Linked DNA regions of Mus musculus: region 2 is linked to region 1. A link is a contact called in public Hi-C data. All regions are on one chromosome and are shown on one strand. Each heading gives the region's core, a stretch centred on a gene start, on an enhancer-like site or on the middle of the called end of the contact. The rest is flanking DNA. Distances are from core to core; before and after follow the strand shown.

Region 1 (5,884 bases), core at 1,501-4,000:
AGTAACAAGTCAAGGAGTATTTATTATTCAGGAACTGGAGCTCAGGTGAAAAAACCTACAGTTTCAGGTTGGGTCACAGCCCCCATCAGGACCACGACCTCACAGGTAGGAAGGACATGTTTGCTCCTTCAGTATCCTTAGATCCTGATCCTGCTGCTCAAACCCCTGCTCCACCTGGCTCAATAGAGAGTCCAGGTAATGTGTATCAACCAATTGTTTAATAGATGAAGAAGCTGAGAACGAGGGGGTGATTTCTCCAAAGCCACAGAGTCACAGGATGGGAACTCTGAAGTCACTATTGAGTATTCTTTCTGCTGTATGAAGTACTCTTTCCACTTCACTTCCCATTGTCCTGTCGGAAGTTGTCAACCATGAAGGAATGAGGGGAGCTGCCTCTATCCAGACAGGAGATTGGGTTCTGGCTGTCCAATTTCAAGATAGGGGAGTAAGAAGTAAGGAGTGGCTTTGGAGCCTCTTGAGGAATATGCCAGGAGGCAGGCGTCTGAGAAATGACTCCTCCAAGGTTGCAGAACAGATCTTGCTATCCCAATCAGAGGATCTCAGTGGCTCACTAGAAATTGGCATTTTAGATTCACACTTGCAGATGTGGCAGCTGAGAGCAGAGCCATCTCTCCTCTAGCTTGCTTTGTCCAATGTCCTTGTCTTCAAGGCAAGACGTCCACATACTCCTTATCAGTGTTCTCTGGGGAAAGCAAAGGACAGCCATGACATTTCAGACCACGAAGTCCCATCAGGAGCCCCACTGGAGGGAAAGAAGAACAGGCACAAAGCAGTGTCCATGCCACACCAGAGAGACATCTCCAAGGCTGCCGTGCTACTAGGAGCTTTCTTGGCGAAAGAGGGGTTCCGTGACAAGTGGGGCTCCCCTAATGCTTTTGTGTGTAAGTGTGTAGGCATGTGTGTGCAGGTGCATGTGCGCATGGGTGCCTGTGTGTGTGGAGGTCAGAGGTTAACCTCATTTGTCATTCCTCAGGTTTCACGTACCCTATTTTTTGAAATAGGGTCTTCCTCTTACCTAGATCTCACCAGGTTTCATGGTCAACGAACCCCCAACACCTACCTGTTGTTGCTTCTGCAACATTGAGATTATGACTATGTGCCAACATGTCGAGATTTTGAAAACCATCACTTCTAAGGATCAGATTCAGGTCCTCACACTTGCAAGACAAACACTATACAAACTGAGCTATTTCTTGAGCCCTTTTAATGTTTCCTAATTCTATAAATCTTGTTGGAAAAAGGCAGTGGGGCTATATCTGTGGCTGGGCCTACAGAAAATGATCAGATGGCCACACAATCCCCTGAATGGTGATGAATCAACAGAAAGAAGAGTAGGGGTCAGGCTTTATTTTCACCATTAAAATTCCACATTAATCTTTTTATGGACATGAGACACTTACCCTAGTGACCTAAAGAGTGACTTTGCTCAGACAGAAGACAGTGAACGTGGATGCTTCCAGGCTCCCTGAGAACTCAGGGCCCTCATCTTTCTCCCTGGTTAGCAGATCTGCTGTCAGCACAGATGCTGCCCACAGGCAACTGTAATCCCTCTCAGGCAGAATGAAACCATACACAGAGAAATGGCTCTTGGCATCTATGTTTAACTCAACAGTTACCTCAATGGGCAGATGCTAGATTCTTTCAAAATGCAGTGCAATGGGTAGATGATGAAGGTGAGGGTAAGCTTGTAATATGAACTGAGAGTTCTATGAATATAGACTATCCCCCATAATTCTCAAGAGCTTCATACCTTTAGGGATATATGTGAAATAAGCTGTCCCTGCTCACTTTATAAATGAGTGCTTAGCAGAAATGGAGGGAAATGTAACAGGAATAAGCCTTGGTAGGGGATTTGACAAGATTTTCCCAGTGAAAAACCTGTCCACATGTGAGTGTATTCCCAAACTTGAATGGACTACACATGGTCACAGAATGAATTCAAAGTCAGCCTTTTTCCCAGGACCTTCCCCTTCTCATCCCTGATTATAGGATTACAGGCTCTTCTAACCCTGTGTCAGGGCTCTTACCATAAACATTCAGCTCTAACTCCATTCTTCTCCCTCTTTGGCATAGGTTGTTTCTCATTATTGGGTTTGAAAGGTGAACCACCAATCCTTGACCCGGTTTTCCATATTTGGAGACCAATTCCTGTAGGTTTGGAAAGATCGTTCTTGGAGTATGAGCATTAGTCTGCAAAGACATAAGGTCACTTACTGAACCACCAAGCAAAGAGTGAACAGGGCTTGACCTAGGCCCCCTGCAAATATGCAGCAGAAGTGCAGCTTGGTCTTCATGTGGGTCCCCCAACAACTGAAGCAGAGGCTATCCCTGAATCTGTTGCTTGTCTGCGGATCCACTTCCCCTATCTGGGCCCCCTTGTCTGGCCTCACTGGGAGAGGCTGCACCTTCTTCTGCAGTGACTTGAGGTGCAGAGGTGGAGGTAGGGCAGGACCCCTCAGTGGAGAAGGGGAGGGGAGAATGGGGAAAGTTCTGTGTGAAGGGGTACTGGAAGGAGAGGGGGGACTGATATTGGGATGCAAAGTGAATAAATTAATTTTTTAAAAAAAGAAGAAGGCCACTTTTCATAGTGCAACCCTGGGTAAAAATGTAACACTTCTTGCAACACTGGGATTTAAGGCTTGCTTCTGAGAACCCACAAGCAGAAAGTCAGATGCCAGCAACTCGGGCAGAGTGCTCTCACTGACTGCAGTTTATTGAGGTTCCTCATTTCAAAGAGGAACCTCTCATCCTAGCTACTCTGTACATAGGGGACGTCTATTTAAGAGGTCCTCTGTATTGAGCAAATGCCATCATTGGTAATTTGTCTGGTGTGGTTCTTATCCACTGTAAAAGGTCCCGAAGACTTACATCAGTCTCTGCCATGTTGCTAACCTTTGCTGAGTTAGGGGACTCCTGATAGAAAGTGCAAATTATAAAACTGACCTATAAGATAAGATTCATGTGGACTCTCCATAGAGTACAGTTAAGAGAACCAAGTCCCAGTTTATTTGTATTGAGAATATGATGTCAACCATGACTGGGTGTAACCACAGACTATTTTTCTGGTTAACAGCTAGAAGTAAAATAGAAGTAAAATCCTCTTTTTCTGTTAGGATCCTACAGAAGGCATTTAGAAACAAAAAGGATTCCTTCGCCTGCTTTTTTGTGACTTGTTTGTTTGTTTGTTTGTTTGTTTTATCATCGCTTTGGTGGTTCTAGAGCATTGGCCAGCAGAGATGCTTGGATGGTTGGAAGAAGCTTTTTGGAAGTGCATGCTCAAGTTCCAGAGCAGAGATGCAAGTGCCTCAGTGAGCCTTCCTTTAGTGGGGCCTCTTTGGCTCTAGCCACCATCTGCTGCAGTCCCGTGACTGCAAAGCCGCACCTAGTCACATGCCCCTCTGTAGCTGAGTTATGTGCTATGGAGGCAGCTCTCAATTTTGTTCATAATAGGGACAAAGCAGATTCTGAGGGAATAGAAAGAGTTCCCCAGTGTATACAAGAAAAAGGAAAAATATGTTTCAAAATAGTCTGTTTATAGAAGGCATTTTATCTTGAGGTAATTTCAGAGGCATATAAATTGGAAAAATAGTAAAACTAAAATTCCCATATATATGGTTTCATGTAGCCCAAGCAGGCTTCAAATGCCTTACCTAGTTAAGGATAACTTTGAACCTCTGGTCTTCCTGCTTCTACCTCTTAGGTGCTAGAATCACAGGCATGAACCACCACAACCACTGTACAGGTGTATATTCAATTTTAAAAATTGTGTTCAGGGCTGACCCTTTGGTATTCCATAACCAGCTTGGTGTGCTTTTTCCTAGGCAAGACCATTCCTCTGACTCCCAGCATCCTTTAGTTGCCTGTAATTCTTTATGTGCGCCCAAGGCCTCTTCAGCTTCCCCTCACGCATGTTAACATGCCTGTTGGAGTCGTCTTTGTTCAAGTCATGTTCAGATAGCCATGTTAGTGAAACTTCATGGCTACATGTGACATTACACAGACTAAATAGGTTATATTTATGTATTTAGGTAGGTGTGTGCATGTGTGAGTGTATGCATGTGTCTGTGTGTGTATGTGTGTGTTTATGCCTGTGCATGAACATGTGTGTGTGTGTGTGTGTGTGTGTAGGTAAATAATAACAATATAAAAAGAAGCCATGAGGCTGGGCTGTGGTGCATGCCTTTAATCCCAGCACTTGGAAGGCAGAGGCAGGCAAAAACTCTGTGAGTTTGAGGCTAGCCTGGTCTACAGGTTTACAGAGTGACTTCCATTGCAGTAGAGGTTACATGGAGAAACCCTGTCTCAGAAACCAAAACAACAAAACAAACTAAAAACAAAAACAAAAAGGAAGTGTGAATCTTCCCACATCATATTAAGCAAAAGAAGCCATGAATTAAAGAAGAGAAGAGAGATGAGTTTATAAGTGTGTCTAACGGGAAGAAAGATAGAGGCAACACTACAATCTTATTATATCCTATTGCATAATTATGTATTATAACCTCAAAAATATTCAAGAATATTTGAGGAGTCAAATTGAAGGTGTAGTATTTCTTTAACTAATTATAAGTACTTCAGTAGTCCAAAAGGCAAAGACTTTGTACCACCATATTTCAATGTTTCAAATGAGATTATTAAGTTTTGTAAAGTACTAATTACTAATCTTGTTTGAATTTTAAAATTAATTTAAGTTTTAGGAATTGCTTAAGGATGTTCTGCTCAGCAAAAGAAAAAAATAGATGCTTAAGTATTTCAGGGATTGTTGTATGTTCTAATCTTGTTCTGATATCCACAGTAAACAAAAGCATATTGAAGATCTTTTTCAGGACATATTTTCAGATCTTATATTGGTAATTAAGAATTCTATTACATTTGTTATACTTACTTCTTAAGGCAGATAACTAAATTCAAACGAAGCAAAGACATCTCCCTGTTGAGTTCACAGTAAATCAGAAAAACTAAAGGAGTCCCTACAACGTGCAGCTGTTTAGCGTCTCCTTTTCTGTTTTCAGACAGCTCTGGATATGCTTGACTCTTTAACATTTGAGGCTCTTCCCACTTGTCCTTATACTTTCATCCTGGGATATGGCTTAGTTTTCTAATTCAAAAACAGTTTTTGTGGGGTGGCAGGTTCTCCCCCCACCCCAATCCCTAGACAGGGTTTCTCTGTGTAGCCCTGGTTGTCCTGGAATTCAGGCTAGCCTCCAACTCAGAGAACTCTACCTGCCTCCCGATGGCTGGGATTAAAGTCATGTGCCACACCACCTCACTGTACAACAGTTTTAAATGGAGTTCAGGCCCACATGCTTTGCCTTACATGTGTGGGCTTGGCTGTCTCTTCGCTTTGGAGGAAAAAGCCAGGGTTATTGAAACGTGAAACATAACTCCAGGACTGTTTCTCTCAGCAGAGACAAAGCTCACTGCTTATCTGACTTGGAATGGCACTCTTGCTTTGACGGTCCTTTTGTATGTAGTCTTACCTCTATCCTGTAATATCCATGTTTCTCTCTGAAGATTCGGTAGCTGTAGACAAGCTTTTTAAACCTGTTGGGGAACGGCTCTGTGAATCATAATGTTCTTATCTACAAATCCCCATGATGGCTGTCTTCATACTATAGACACAATGTGGTTTTCAGTTAAATCCCAAGAAGGAACTGGACATTCCTAGACCCTCTCCTCAGAATTAGAAAGACAGAAGGGTTTGGTTTTGAACCATCGAGCCTCTTAGAGATGATGGAGTGTGAACTCTAGCAAAGGAGAAGAGGGGAAAGAATTAAGATCCTTGTTACGACCTGACCTTTGTCAGGAAGTACAACCTCTAAGAGTCTTTTCCTCGCCCACTTCTCAAGGCAATCTCAAGTGTGGC
Region 2 (5,833 bases), core at 1,578-4,077, 330 kb before region 1:
TTATGTACATGAGTACACTGTAGGTCTCTTCAGACTCACCAGAAGAGGGCATCATCGGATCCCATTACAGATGGTTGTGAGCCACCATGTAGTTGCTGGGAATTGAACTCAGGACCTCTGGAAGAGCAGTCTGTACTCTTAAAAGCTGAGCCATCTCTCCAGCCCAGATTCTGACTTCTTGCGGCCTTTGAAAGTGTACCTGTTTTGGGCACTATCTCAGTGTCACTAGAAATGTGAAGTTATGACCAAGATGGCTGGCCTAGAAGTATAATGCCTATAGCAACAAAGAAGGAAAATGAGACTCACGCAGTAGATTAAGGGTGGAAAGCTTGGATGATCTTAGTGGAACAAACAGAGCATAAGCAGGGTTTTGGGCTCACTCAGGCTCCATTGAAACCTGGACCTTTGTCTCAGATGAGCTTTCTCTTCACACTCGAGTCCCACACAATGCTCTGCCTCACAGTGACTCACTGGTGTGAGAAGAGAAAACACACGTATGTAGTAGCATTGCTCCTGCATGCGTCAGCCAGGTGAAAGCAAGCAAGCACTGAAGGGCTGGCCCTGGCTGAGGCTGGAAAATGAACAAGGAGGCACAAGCTATGGAGGAAACTCTTTTGTGAAAAGAGAATGTTCCGGCAAGCAGGGGCCCTGGGTCACAGTCCCAAAGTGAGCAGTATGCAGGTTGGACTTGGGATCCAGGCCATTGCAAAGGACACAAGACACTATGTGGAGAGTGATAGAGAGGGTAGTCTTCCCTGCTGTGGTCGCCATACACCAGATGGTGAGAGGAGGTGTGAACTTCTGGATTTCATTGTCACTATGCTGGGGACAACATAAACATTGGGCATTTTGTCTTGTAGTGATGTCAGGTGACCCATGGAGCAGTGAAGCAAGAATGATGTTGGGAGAAGAAAATTGCTCAGAGAGCCTCGGAGTCAATGGGGCCTCTGGGAGCTGTTCTAGAAGGCTTTGCCATCCTAGATTAGCCATCCCTGCTTCCCCAGGGGAACCGTAGAGAAGCAACTTATGTTTCCTTTGGTCTTGGCTTTATAGCTGGTCCTCTTTCCAGAAAGCTCCCCCCACAAAGGGAAGGACAGCAAGTTTACAGAGCAGGTGACAGAACCTGAGGACTAAGGAAAAGGAAGCCCTGGACAGGCTCCTGTGGACAGGCGTGTCTCATCTCCAACCCTGACCCCACTGTTATTACATCTACCTACCTGCTGGGCTGGCCTCCAAACTTGAGCCCACAGTTACATCTACCTGACCTTGGAAAATCTCATAACCCACCTGAGCCTCAGTTTCCTTGTCTACATGAGGGTGGGGGTGGGGGGGGTACCACGATTGCCTCTCCCTCAGAAGTTTCTCATGAGGATCAGCCGAGGTAATGAATTAAAGAGAACTTTGTATGCTCTAAGAAGTGGTTGGACATAAGTCGATCTAAAAGACAGACAGAAGCAGTGGGTATGTATCAGAGAATCAGAATTATTATTCCTCCCATTCTGTGTTTTGGAGAACCCCGAGGTGTTGCCAGAACCCCTTCTAATGGGTGACTGCAGGTGCTGAAGAACTGGGGTTGTAAGAGGCTCAAGAGTGCTCTATATGCGGCTTAAACCCTTGCGTCTGTCTTCACCAGTCTGGTATGGTACTCTAACTGGCTGGCAGAAATCACTTTTTGTCATAAGCTGGGGGCGGTGGTGTGTGGCTGAAGGAGACCTACACATATTGCTTGTAGTTCTCTATTTTGTACAGGAGAACTCCTTCTACCTGGTTTGGTTTCCTACCACTTGTGGCAATCAACAGTAGTAACTGGAAAACCAGTAGGCCACAAATACCTCCCTAGAATACCAGTCTATCCCAGCTACATACTGTGGTTAAATAACCAGGTGAAACAGTCACTCACAGGCAAGTCTAGTCACAGGGCCTAGGAAGAGATATCCTTGGGACTATATTACCAAATTGCCACATCTGGGGTTTGTTTGTTTGATTGGTTTGGGGGGGGGGGCGTGTACGCACACGGGGTAGGAGGCACAATCTAAAAAAGGATCTTGTGGTCCAGTGGTCTTGGACTTGTTATGTAGATGAAGATAACCTTACTCATGATTATCTGTCTCTACCTCCCAGGACTAGGTTACAGTCTTGGGCTACTATGCCAGGTTTAAATTGGATTGGAACCCAGGGACATGCTTGGTAAGCACTCTGTCAACTGAGCCACATCCTGAGCCCTAAAATACATCTCTGAAAGTCTGGGTGACCCTTCTTGCATGCATGAGGTTAACACTCAGTCACTGGGCTCCATCTCCAGGTCCTGGGCGGGCCCTCTTATCTAAGTGCACCACTAATGCAGTCATGATGGGCCTTGGACAGCAAGTGTCTGTTAGGAGCTCACAACGTGATAAGAAATGTGATACATACTTATAAGTAATGCATGATGTCATTGTTTTAAAACATTTATTTTGGTAAAATATACTTAACAAAATTCATCTTAGCAGCCGTTTCCTTCTTTGGAAGATCAGATTCATGTTAATCAAGAGGGAGAAAGGAAGGGGGAAAGGAAATCTACTCTGCTAAAGTTCTCCCAGCATGGCACAAAACTCCCAAGGATCTGGCCTTCAGTTGTGTGTTGGGGCCAGGGGCAGTGAGTGCAAGACCGTGGTTCCAACAAGCAAAGAGGCAGAAGATGCGGTCCTCCCCATCTCAGGCCCCAGACTCAGCCCACTCTCCAGCCCTTGAGCTCTGCAAGTTCAGTGTGCTCCTGGCCCGGGTTCTGCCTCTTCGCCACAAACACCCTCCGTCCTGACAGGGTTAGCAGAAACATGTGTTCTCCACAGACCACAGACAGGCACTTGAAGTGATGCTTGTGTTATGCTTCGATACAGCCAGAAGCCACAGACTAACCCGCTCCAAAATGGTGCTGGCTGCTTGCTTGCCATTGTCAAGTACCCAAGTACCTAGTTTAATATCTAGCATCCCCAAGGTTTATCCAGGTGTTGAGTTCCTCCCTCCCTCCCTCCCTCCCTCCCTCCCTCCCTCTTTCTTTCTTTCTTTCTTTCTTTCTTTCTTTCTTTCTTTCTTTCTTTCTTTCTTTCTTTCTTTCTTTCTTTCTTTCTTTCTTCCTTCCTTCCTTCCTTCCTTCCTTCCTTCCTTCCTTCCTTCCTTCCTTCCTTCCTTCCTTCCTTCCTTCCTTTCTTTCTTTCTTTCTTTCTTTCTTTCTTTCTTTCTTTCTTTCTTTCTTTCTTTCTTTCTTTCTTTCTATGCTTTTTTAGGTTTTGGACACCTAAAAGGACTTCACCATGCAGCACTAGCTGGCTTGGAAACATACCTAAGTTGCTATATAGAGCAGGCTGCTCTTGAACCTGCAATGATCCTCTTATCTCCTGCTCTTGAGCGCCGGAGTGTTAGATCTGCACCCCCACTCCCAGCTAAGAGTTATCTTCATTTTCTTATCTTTTCTCTCATTATTTTGTTTTGTGTTTATGTGTAAGGTTGTTTTGCCTGCATGTACTTCAGTGTACCCCACCCATGCCTGGTCAGAGGTCACAGAGGTCAGAAGAGGAGTCAGATCCCCTGGCACTGGGATTGCAGATGCTTGTGAGCCACCATGTGGGTGCTGGGAACTGAACCTGGCTCCTCTGGAACAGAAACGGTCTCCCCAGCCCCAGGAATTATTTTCTTTTTAGGGTTAATTAATCATGTATATACAACATATTACATTTATCTTCTTATAGATATTTGCTGTTGGAGTCATGTGTGTGTGTGTGCATGTGTGTCTGTCTGTCTGTCTGCTTGTCTCTCCATTGTATATGTCTATAACTATATTTGTGTACAGTATATCTAGTGAGTATCTCTACATGAGCAAATGCAGAAACAATCCCATGGACAAGTTAGACTTTATCATTTTTTCTGTATGATCTCAAAATGAGGAACAACATTTTCCTTTCTCTTTCTCTCTAACGGCTGTAACAGGAGAGGGAAGGCCTTTGTGGAGTGCTCTTCCTTTCTGGCCAGAGATGTATAGTCATAGGACAGAGGTCTGAGTTCAGGAGAGGCGTGAAGCCTGGCTCATGTCCTCCTAAACCTCTATGCTTAAGGTCCTGGAGTTAATTTGGGAAAGGCCCAAGAGCTCACTGGACAACTGAACAGGACTCAGCTGGTAGAGCAAAAGTCAACATGCATTTGGAGAGGAGGTTCTGGTCTCAAGCACATGGACCAATAGCAGCAGCCTGATTGGCTCTGCTCTCTGTCCAGAATGATCTTTTCTGTTCTTGCTTATGAAAGTAATAGAATTCCTCAGTGCTGGGCTCAAATACTGCATCCTTCGTGACACTTTCCCTGGTTCTACATCCCCCACCCCCACCTCTAGCTGCCACACAGAATACCTCACCTATTCTTTAGTTTCTGGAGTCACTTTGACCCCTTAGTTTTTCTGTTTTATTTCTGTACCATGTAAATACCTGCATACCAGTCCTGTCTGGTCATTTAGAGAGGGTTTTGCTATGTAGCCCTGGCTGGCCTTGAACTCATGGCATTGTCTTGCCTCAGTTTCCTAGGTTGGGATTACAGGCATGCACTGCTATTCTGGGGCTGTGAGGTCAGTGTTAACTCCTTGTTTAGATCAAGGTGAATTTCTTGAGAAGAGAAATTATTTCATCTATTTTTTTATTGTCCAGTACAGAGTTAGCAACTAGCAAATATCGACTGACCATGTGGCCAGAAATCTTATGTAACAACGGCATCTGTTAGGTGTTCCCTAAATTCATGCATAATGAGGTAACATCGATCTCCAAGCACCTGGTAAATACAAGAAAAATTTTCCCTGTCTTTGGGATTCAGCTTGAAACCAGCTTCATGAAATCCTTCATTCAATAAAACCTGTCAAAACTTTCATGGGAATAACTATAAAAGTGCCTTGGGTATCCATTGCCCAGGCCTCAAATGGACTCAGGTAGATCTTAATTGTGACCAAATATGGCATTCATTTGTTTTTTCAATTGGCCTCCAAAAGAACTTGAATGTCACAGAATAGTACATGTTTGTTGACTTTAGATGGTCTTAGTTAGAAGATAGGACCAGTTAGGAAATTTCCTTTCATCAGCGGAATGAGTATTGATTTTACATTGATGGATTGATTGTGGCCATGTGTACCACAATACTGTGTGGAGGTCAGAGAACAACTTACAAGGGTTGGTTCTCCCTTTCTTGCATGAAGGTCCCAGGGGTCAAAATCTGGTCAGCAGGCTTGGTTGACAGGTCCTTTTATCTGCTGAGCCATACTGCAGGTCTAAGTTTTAATTTTTTTATTTTTGACAAGGGGTCTTTGTGTAGCCCAGGGTGACCTCAGAGTCACAACGTACCTGGAGTTGACCTTTAGTCTCTGGTCAACCTGCTCTCTCTCCCGTGTGCTGGGATTACAGTTATGTGGTACTCAGATCAAACTCAGGGTTTTAGGCAAACACTCTGAACTGAGCAATGTTGTTGCGGGAAGTATTACAAATACAACTGCCAAGTTCCCATGCTCCATCCAACTACTCTCTACCCGCCAACTCTCCGGCGGGGCCAGAGCTGCAGAGTTCCCTTCGTTGCCACGCCAGCCCCATGCAATGACCATCCACCCTGTGGTCAGCCACCACAACACCCAGTAACCCTGTAGAAACAAAACTCTAGAAGCTTTCCATTAACAAGGCAGATTTATATATCAATAAAGTCTCAATTCACAAGATGCTCACACAATAATTTCAGGGTCAATTGATAATGATACAAGCTGCCACCTAGATTAGACAAGTTATCCCAATTACTGTATCCTTTATGATATCATATCTACCTGTGGCTATTTAAA

The links. A called contact is a pair of places that touch in the nucleus more often than the background predicts.
Region 2: a contact with region 1 is called in a Hi-C map of bone marrow-derived macrophages, with 44 read pairs. The contact joins two enhancer-like sites. A contact is called at or near these places in 17 of 39 promoter capture datasets (the 3T3-L1 cell line, the HPC-7 cell line, HPC-7-derived erythroid cells and 12 more), 10 of 15 datasets of contacts at CTCF or cohesin (the G1E-ER4 cell line, the NIH/3T3 cell line, embryonic stem cells and 4 more), 259 of 484 Hi-C or Micro-C datasets (the 3T3-L1 cell line, 3T3-L1-derived adipocytes, the AML12 cell line and 122 more), 36 of 115 datasets of contacts at active chromatin or transcription factors (the HPC-7 cell line, PVALB interneurons, acute myeloid leukemia and 27 more) and 2 of 9 other capture datasets (adipose tissue and pancreatic islet).

What each region holds. Positions count from the first base shown.
Region 1 is chr1:170,279,462-170,285,345 of GRCm38.p6, reverse strand. It overlaps Sh2d1b1 (SH2 domain containing 1B1), which reads right to left. Exons shown (of 4, transcript NM_012009.5): 2 at 5,499-5,562; 3 at 2,049-2,211; 4 at 1-703. The coding sequence ends at 666. Among named protein-coding and RNA genes, the nearest start is that of Sh2d1b1, 5.1 kb to the right of the region's middle. Within about 2 kb of position 2,750, at least 55 of the 459 cell types and tissues checked have an H3K27ac peak or open chromatin away from gene starts, as enhancers often do. A contact at or near this core is called in bone marrow, bone marrow-derived macrophages, erythroblasts and 4 more, where this site is marked.
Region 2 is chr1:170,606,980-170,612,812 of GRCm38.p6, reverse strand. No RefSeq gene overlaps it. Among named protein-coding and RNA genes, the nearest start is that of Nos1ap, 20 kb to the right of the region's middle. Within about 2 kb of position 2,827, at least 38 of the 459 cell types and tissues checked have an H3K27ac peak or open chromatin away from gene starts, as enhancers often do. A contact at or near this core is called in bone marrow, bone marrow-derived macrophages, erythroblasts and 4 more, where this site is marked.